2 separate regions of the Anas platyrhynchos genome follow, and region 2 is linked to region 1. The links are chromatin contacts, called in public Hi-C maps. All regions are on one chromosome and are shown on one strand. Each heading gives the region's core, a stretch centred on a gene start, on an enhancer-like site or on the middle of the called end of the contact. The rest is flanking DNA. Distances are from core to core; before and after follow the strand shown. Region 1 holds the start of RRAGD (Ras related GTP binding D). Region 2 holds the start of PNRC1 (proline rich nuclear receptor coactivator 1).

The links. A called contact is a pair of places that touch in the nucleus more often than the background predicts.
Region 2: a Hi-C map of skeletal muscle shows a contact between it and region 1, with 2.1 times the contacts expected there. The contact joins the promoter of PNRC1 here to the promoter of RRAGD in region 1.

Annotation. Positions count from the first base shown.
Region 1 is chr3:82,519,296-82,523,406 of IASCAAS_PekinDuck_T2T, forward strand. It overlaps RRAGD (Ras related GTP binding D), which reads left to right and starts at 2,029. Exons shown (of 7, transcript XM_027454908.3): 1 at 2,029-2,485. The coding sequence starts at 2,044.
Region 2 is chr3:82,689,891-82,694,001 of IASCAAS_PekinDuck_T2T, forward strand. It overlaps PNRC1 (proline rich nuclear receptor coactivator 1), which reads right to left and starts at 1,920. Exons shown (of 2, transcript XM_027454913.3): 1 at 1,344-1,920; 2 at 1-847. The coding sequence starts at 1,772. The coding sequence ends at 407.

The DNA.
Region 1 (4,111 bases), core at 779-3,278:
CCAGACAGCCACTTTTGTATTATTTTTTTTTCCTGTTAAGAAGAGGAATTCATAAATTCCCTCAGTTGCCTGAGACAGAAAGTTTTTGACTTGTCTGTGAAACACGGCTCCTTTCTGACAGAGTCCAAGCACATGCAATGTTATGCACAGTGTATGTGCAAAGACTCAGCCCCGTGTCTACCTGCCCTTACTGCCAGTCCCGTGACTGAAGGCATGGCGCAGTTTCATTATGTGCTACAGGCTGTGAAGTTAAATGATGAAAGATTTAAAAAAATAAATTAAAAAAAAAAAAAAAGGAAGACAAGAAGAGAAAGGAAAAAAAAGATAAAAGGAGAAAAAAGAAAGAGAAAAAGCCAAGTTCAGCGGGGACGCAGAACAACTTGGTGGCACAGAGACAGAGGAGGAGTAATTCCTGAAGTTGATGCAGAGCCCAGGTCAGATTACATTGCCGAGGGGTTGGCAGAAATGCTTCAGCCCTACTCAAAAAACCTATCTGGAGTTGAGCCTGGAGTCTGAGTGGCTCTGAACCTGCAGCCGTAGCCAAGCAGGCAGTCGCTGGCATTAGATTTGTGGGAAGAACTGCATCGTAATCAGCCCTGTCATTCCTGAGCTTCTACACCCTAATTTAGCATTTTAATATCTCCAAATTATTCTCAGCGACTGGTGATGTTTCATAGCTCTTTGTACAAAAGAAACCTAATACCGTCAGTCAGGTTTGTGGGCAAGGCTCACTTCCCCTCGCCAGCCTTGAAACCTAACAGCCCTTTCGGTGCAGATGCGATCAGCCGGTACCGGAGTGAGACAGACGGCCCTTTATGACAGACCTGGAAACTTGTCTCCGCTTTCAGTCAGGAGTTTTCAACAGACTCATGTCCCGCTGGGCCGTCCCACGACAGAATGCTAGAAACTTCACTGGTAAAAGCTCTCGGTCCCAATTCCTGATAGCACACTTAACTTTGAAACACTTCACGCAGCCTTTTGGGACACTAAATCTGTTCAGGCAAAACTTCCAAGCTGGTGGATGAGCTGAGGAGAAAGAAAGGCATTTCAACACATTTGCATATGGGTAATTTGTCATGGCATGGCATAAAAAGAGATTTCTCCCCTTCTTCCCCTATGGAAAAAAATGCTCCTCCATTATCTCAAGTGGATTAGGGCAGCCTGGAAAGCCTCCTGATAACAGCGGCACGAAGGGGATAGAAACAGAAAAACATGGAGCTGGAGCATGGTGAGCTCAGTTCCCAGTGCTACCTTCTCCAGTCCTGTCACTATGGGGTGATGGCTCCAGTGCCCCAGGTGGAGCAAGACATTGGGAGCAGCACCAGGAGCCCCCGAGCAGGAGCCTCACTGAGGGCAGCGGCGCTGAAAAATCCCATCCTCCTGTGGAGTTTTTACTACTACAGCTTTTCTGAGTTGTCCTGCATAACATGCCTGAACGTGAGCTGGCAGTGTGCCCAGGTGGCCAAGAAGGCCAACAGCATCCTGGCTTGTGTCAGGAATGGTGCAGCCAGCAGGAGCAGGGAGGTGATCGTCCCCCTGCACTCGGCTGTGGCGAGGCTGCACCTCGAGTGCTGGGTTCAGCTTTGGGCCCCTCACTACAAGGACATTGAGGTGCTGGAGTGTGTCCAGAGCAGGGCTGCGAAGCTGGTGAGGGGTCTGGAGCACCAGTCCTGTGAGGAGCGGCTGAGGGAGCTGGGGGTGTTTGGTTTTGGGAAGAGGAGGCTCAGGGGAGACCTCATGGGTCTCTACAGGTACTTGAAACGGAGGTGTGGGGAGCTGGGGGTCAGCCTCTGCTCACAGATAACCAGTGATAGGACTAGAGGGAACAGCCAGGGGAGGTTCAGGTTGGCAATGAGGAGACATTTCTCCTCAGGAAGAGCAGTCAGGCACTGGGACGGGTCGCCCAGGGAGGTGGCAGCATCACCATCCCTGGGGGTGTTGAAGGCGAGGCTGGACGTGGTGCTTGGGGACACGCTCAGTGGGTGACGGTGGCGGTAGGAGGTGGTTGGACCAGGGGGACCTCAGAGGTCTCCTCCACCCCTAATGGCCGTGTTTCTGCCTCACAGGACTGCCTTGGTGAGGTGGGGGGGGACTGGGAGGAGAACTCGGGCGCCCTCCACCACTCGGCGGCGGGGCCGCGCGTGCGCGCTCGCGCTCGCCGCGTGCCCGCGCGCTGAGGCCGGGCCGGGCCGGGCCGCGCCGCGCTCCGCCCAGCGGCGGGGCCGTGAGGGGCCGCCAGGGGCCGGGAGGGGAGCGGCGGCCGCGCCGCACCCGGGTCCCCCCCGCAGGCAGAGGGGGAGCGGCGGGAGCGCGGCCGGCATGAGCCAGGCGCCGAGGAAGCTGCCGGAGGAGGAGGAGGAGGAGGAAGAAGGGGACGAGGAGGAGGAGGAAGAGGAGGAGGAGGAGATCGCGGGCTTGGCCGGCTACGCCGACGGGGCCGGCTCGTTCTCGGACGGGGACGCGGAGAGCGGCGGCGATGAGGCGTGTGAGTGCCCGCGGCCTGCCGGGGGACGGGCCCGCAGCTGCGGCTGTCACTCGGCGGGGCCCTGCCAGGCCCTGTCCCGGGGCAGCTCCCCGCTAACAGAAAATTAAACAAAAATCGCTAAAAAATGGGGGTGGTTCGCCATAGTGACGCTGTGAATGTGGAACCCCATAGGAACAGCCCTGTGCCTGTGCGTCCCGGCTAGCTGAAGGCAGCCCGTGCAGGATTAAGGCGAGGCTTATTTTAACCCTCCGGCTCCCCTGGCCTTCTGTTAGCTCCGGATCTGAAAAAGAGGGTTAAAAAAAGCACCGTGAGATTTGGATCATTTAATTTTTATTTATTTTTTTGTACCTAACCGGGCTGCAGGGCTCTGGGGCTTTCCTTTTCCCATTTTCTGCCCTACCCCTTCCCAGGTCTGTACGGTGAGCAGTCCCACATCCAGCGTCACAGCCTCGCAGTTCAGTGTTTCTCTTCCATTTCAGAGGAATAACGGAAAGGGCAGTGCAAGGAGGACAGCCCCCATGCGTGGCTGTTGAAAGTGAAGGGGGAAGCCAGAGCCGAAAGTAAAAATGTAATCTGTGCTTGTGGGCACGCTGGAAAATTCAGAGCTTTGTGGTGGTCATCTCTTACCTTGTGCTGGTTTCTTGTCTCTGACCTGTGCTGAAATGACTGCTTCATCTTTTGACTTTACACATGGGTTTGTATTCAAAGACCTTAAAGGCTTGGTTCACGTAAAGCCCAGTCATCTTTTTGATATGCTCCACTAAAACGTATTTGCAAGCAAGGAAACCTCACAGGTTACTTCCTCAGACACTCCGCAAGTCATACCCTCGCTGAGTGCCACACTTGTGGCAGGGGAGAGCCAGGTCTTCTGGTTCCGAGTTTTTCTTTGGCCGCAAGAATTTCCTTCCACCAGGCATTTCTGCAATGTTCATAAACCCACAGGAGCTGTACAGCATGGGTGATTGCATATAAGCTTTTTCTGTTAACTCCTTAGGCTAAGGCCATCTTTAATGCTGAAGATGTTCAGTGTATGAATGCATGTGTTTCATAAGTTTTGACAGCATGCTGCAAGCGTCACAGCTGCAGACAGTAGCACTGGAAATGCCATGAGATGAATGGGCCTTGTAGGCACAGGAGTGAGAAGTATGGGACTGGTCGTTCTCCTCTGTGCAGAAAGGGTGAAAACTTCAGAATAACATAATTGAATTGCATTAGTGGGCAAAAATACAACCCTACCATAAATCATTATTAGCTCTATGAGTTGAAACTAGACTCAGGCTCGTTATCTTGTGCATGATAAAATGAGCAAAAACTTTTCTTTTGGTCTGGCATAGCTTGAGCAGGTGAGCTGAGAGCTAGAGCCTTGATACTGGTGAGATCTCAGAGTACACCTGCCACCACAGCATCCCCTTCACGTACAGCTGTGAAGCACTGATAGCCACAGGCTTCTGAAAAGTAACTGAAATTGATAGGAAATTTGGGACAGGTTTCCAAAAAATCAGTGAACATCTTGAATAATGTGAAGGAGATGTTGGATTATTGATACTGTGTGTGTCGTGGTGAAACAGGTCGGGACTGCTACGTGCAGCTCTCGACTCTTCAGAGCTGGGCTCTTCTGCGTGTTGC
Region 2 (4,111 bases), core at 670-3,169, 170 kb after region 1:
TTGATCTGGAACCTTGACATCAGAAAGTTGTACTCTCCTTTCAGATTTTCCATTACCTTGTGCAAATCAAGTCAAGTCTTCATGTGTCAAGCACACACTTAAAATTGTCCATGTTTTATATACAAGACATCTACCATTCAGGCAGTGCAAAATACATCCTTTCATAACAAAACTAAAATGTACCTCTCAAAGTATGAACAAGAATATACACATAATACATGATGTACACTATTTACACAACCATAAAAAATATAATACAAGGATTTTTGTATGTGGTTACAAGACTTGACAGTCTTTTGCAATTTTTTTTTTTTTGTAATTTTTTTTTTTTTCTTTGCAACAAGGCATGTGTAAGTTTCCTGGATGGACTTTTTTTTTTTTTGCAGCTCTTCAGAGATCTTGGAAACTACGCTTGAACTTTTAGGAGAGTTTTCAAATGGACTGCCATCAACTCCCTGTTTTGGTCAGAAAGTTCAGCTGTGCCACCCACCCAGTGGCTGGGAGGCTTTGGAAGGACACTAGGTGATGGCGGGTCGCTGAATTTTGCCCCAGCGTAATTCTCTTTTTGGTTCGCTTCCGTGAGGGTGACGGGTTTCTTGGACTTGGCGTTTCTGAAGTTCTCTGTGTTTTTCAGCGGCTTCTTCTCTGGCTTGGGGATTATTTCTGCCGACACCGAGTCTTGCCAGAAGCTCTCCATCTTTTTGGCGGAGGCGATCTTGGCCAGCGGCACGCCGCACTTGCCCTTCTGCCTGTTGATCTTCGGTTGCTCACACAGGTGGAAACCGTGAACGGGCGGGCTGTGGGGGGCCGCCGCCTTCTCAGACTTTCCCATCTTATTCTTCAAGACCTGCGCAGACAAAGACCTCGCATCAGCGGCCAAGCCCTCTCTCCTCGAGGGCAGCCTCCCTCAGGGCTCCTCCGGCCCCCTGCCGTCCTCTAGGGCCAGACCCGGCCGCCATCACAGCCCACCATCACAGCCCCCCCCCCTTATCCCCTCAGAGCCCCCCCCGGCCGCCATGGGGCGCTGCGCCCCGCGCACGTCCCCGCCCTGCGCGCGCAGGGGCGGTTGGCGCGCGGCCAGCAGGCTAAATCCGGCTGTTGCTGGGCGCAGCGGCGGCCGCCCATTGGACGGCGCCGACCAATCAGCGGCGGCCGTTTCGCTCCCCCCCCCACCTCAACGGACGTAACGGAAACTCCGCCGCCGCCGCCCCTCACACGCAGGGCGGAGGGAGGGGGGCGAGGAGCTCCCCCCCCGCGCTCCGGCTGCCAACAAGCGGCCCCCCCCCTCACAATGTAAAAAACGGGGATAAAAGTAGCGAGAAGTGCCCGAGCGCCTCCCCTACCTCCTTCCTCAGCGCTCTGCCGGGCGCGGCTCTCGAAGGGGCGGCCGCGGGGGGCTCCTCCGGAGGGGTGGCAGCCACGCCGGGAGCTGGGGGAGCGCGCAGCTCCCCCGGGCCGTAGGCGGCCAGCGGCGTCCTCCTGCCCAGGCCGGCGCGGTGCTGCTGGTACTGCTGGTAGCGGCTGGGCAGCAGCCCCGCGGGGCCCGGCCGGAGCTTGCCCTTCCTCCGCCTCACCCTCTTGAGCGCCGGCCGCGATCCGCTCCCCCCCGCGGCGGCGGCGGCAGCGGCGGCCAGGCAGCAGCCGGGCTGGTTCTCGCAGTTGCTGTCCCCCCGCCGCAGGCGCTGCAGGAGGCCGGAGGGCAGCCGCCGGGGGTCGTCGGCGCCCGACGAGATGCGAGCCAGGAAGGGCGGCGGCGCCGTGGTGGTGACCATGGTGGGAGGGAGGCGGGGGCCCGGAGCTGCGGACGGGAGAGGGGCCGGGGAGCGGCTGCCGGGGCGGTGCGGGCGGGGAGGGTGGCGCGGTCGGGGCTGCTGCTAGGAGAACATGGCGGGGAGTGAGCGAGCGGCCAGCAGCGCCCCTGTGTTGTTACACGGCACGGCCCCGCCCCCTTCCGCCCTCCAACCAATCGGCGCGCCGGGAAGCCGCCAGCGCCACGCCTCCCCGCCGGGATCGACCAATCCACGCCGGCCGGCCGCCGCGCTGGCCCCGCCTCGGCCAATCGGCAGCGACACAAACAGTTGGGGCCCCGCCCGCTTCCGCAGGCCGCCCAATCGGCGCGCACACAAACAAGGGGCACTCCCCAGTCTCCGAGGCACGGACCCGAGGAGCGGGGCGGGGGGGCGGGGCCAGCCGCTCCCCTCGCCAGCACCGCCGGCCAATCGCGAGGCGCCCCACCGCCCGGAGGCCACGCCCCCGAAGGCCTCGGAGCCAATCGGAGGCGACGTAAACAGGCGGCGGGGGCGCGCCCTGGGGGGGGTGGCGCGCTCCCGGCGGGGCACGCGGTGCTCGCCATGGAGCCGCCGGCACCGGGCGCTGAGGGGGCTCCGGGGGCCCCGGCCCCGGCCCGGGAGGGAGCGGAGCGGGACGGGCGGAGCCTGGAGGCGCTGAGCCTGGCCGCCGGCAGCACCGGAGCGGCGGCCGCAGCAGCAGGGGTGGCGGCGGGGAGGCCGCAGCCCCCCTCGGAGGGCCGGCGGGCCACGCTGGCGAGCGCCCTGGAGCTGGAGGGGACGGTGCTGCGCGAGGGGCGGCTCACGCAGTTCGTGGCCAACAACCTGGAGCGCCGCATCCGCCTGAGCGGCGCCCCGCGGGGCGAGCAGCCGGCACCGGGCCCTGCACCGGGGGCTGGGCCCGGAGCTGGAGCCGGAGCCGCAGCCGGGGCCAGCTCCATCCCCGCCATCGACCCCGGGGCGCTGCAGGACGTGGTGGCCCTGGCCGGGCAGGTGGCGGCGCAGGTGGACGAGCTGCTGCGGGGCGTGCACTGCGGGCTGCAGGCCCTGACGGCGCTCAGCGTCGGCTGCATCCAGACCTACCGCGACGGCGTGGAGAGCCTGGGCGAGGCGGCCGACCTCAGCATCCGCGCCATGTACGCGCTGGTGGCCCGCTGCGAGGAGCTGGACCGCGCCATGCAGCCCGTGCCCGCCCTGGCCAAGCGCATCCGAGACATGAAGGGCACCCTGGAGCGCCTCGAGGGGCTCTGCAAGTAGCGCCGCACCCGCTGCTGCACCGGGGGTGCGACCGAGCGGGGTGGGCCACCTGCCCGCGGCCCCTCGAAGCCACCCAGGAGCCGGTCTCAGCCCCCCGGCCTCGCACACGGTGGCTTTGGGCCCCCTGTCCTCATGGCCTGCCACAGCCTGGGGCTGGAGGAAGCTTGGCAACTGGTGAAGGGAAAGGGTCTCGGTGTAAACGGCCTGGCCAACCGCCCGCAGCGCTCCGTAGCTTAAGCTCCATTAAAGAATTTGGACTCCACATGCCTTACGCTTGCTGTTTGTTGAGGGCTAGGGAAAACTAAGCAACCTGAATCCGAAGCAGCTGTCAGTATTTATTTCTGATTGAACCTGAAGTTGTGAACGCTTTCTTGATGTTTACGGGCGTACGTGGGTCTTTGTAGTTGACACTTAGTGCCTGACTGAAACAATTCTCATGCTGTTACAGTTAACAAATGGGGAGAATGCTGCTGTCTTACAGGACGCAGTTGTAAGGGCAGATAAGACAATTCGATTCACCAAAACACTTTCTGAGAATAATATAAAATCCACGGGATAGAATTGAGATCTGGATAAGAGCTATCTGAGGTACAAACTACTAAATAAAAGCCTTCAGATAAAATACGTTCTGCCTCTCTCAGTTTCTACAGTTCTCGTAGAAATTTTGAGTGATGTCACTGTGAAATGATGCTGTGATTTCTGTCCAATATGAAACATTTAGTTTGATGAGGAATATGTGTACATTATGGCATTAGACGGGTGTATGACTGGCATAAAGTAAATACTTTGGAAGAATTTACTTAGCTTGAAGCTTTTGTATACACATCACTGTATGCCGAAGTCATTTTGCTGTATCAGTATTTCCACTGAGGCTTGAGAGAGATTCTCCACTAGCTGTGGTTCCTATGCAACTGGGCTTTTAGGCAGTGCTTCTTAGTAAGCTGTTTATATTACAAATGTCTTTGCAACTGGATTTTGACAGAAAAATAATCACTGTGACCCTGAATATGTACAGTGGTGCTTTAGGTGACCAGTGGCTCCCAAAACATTGGAGAAAAGGAATCTAG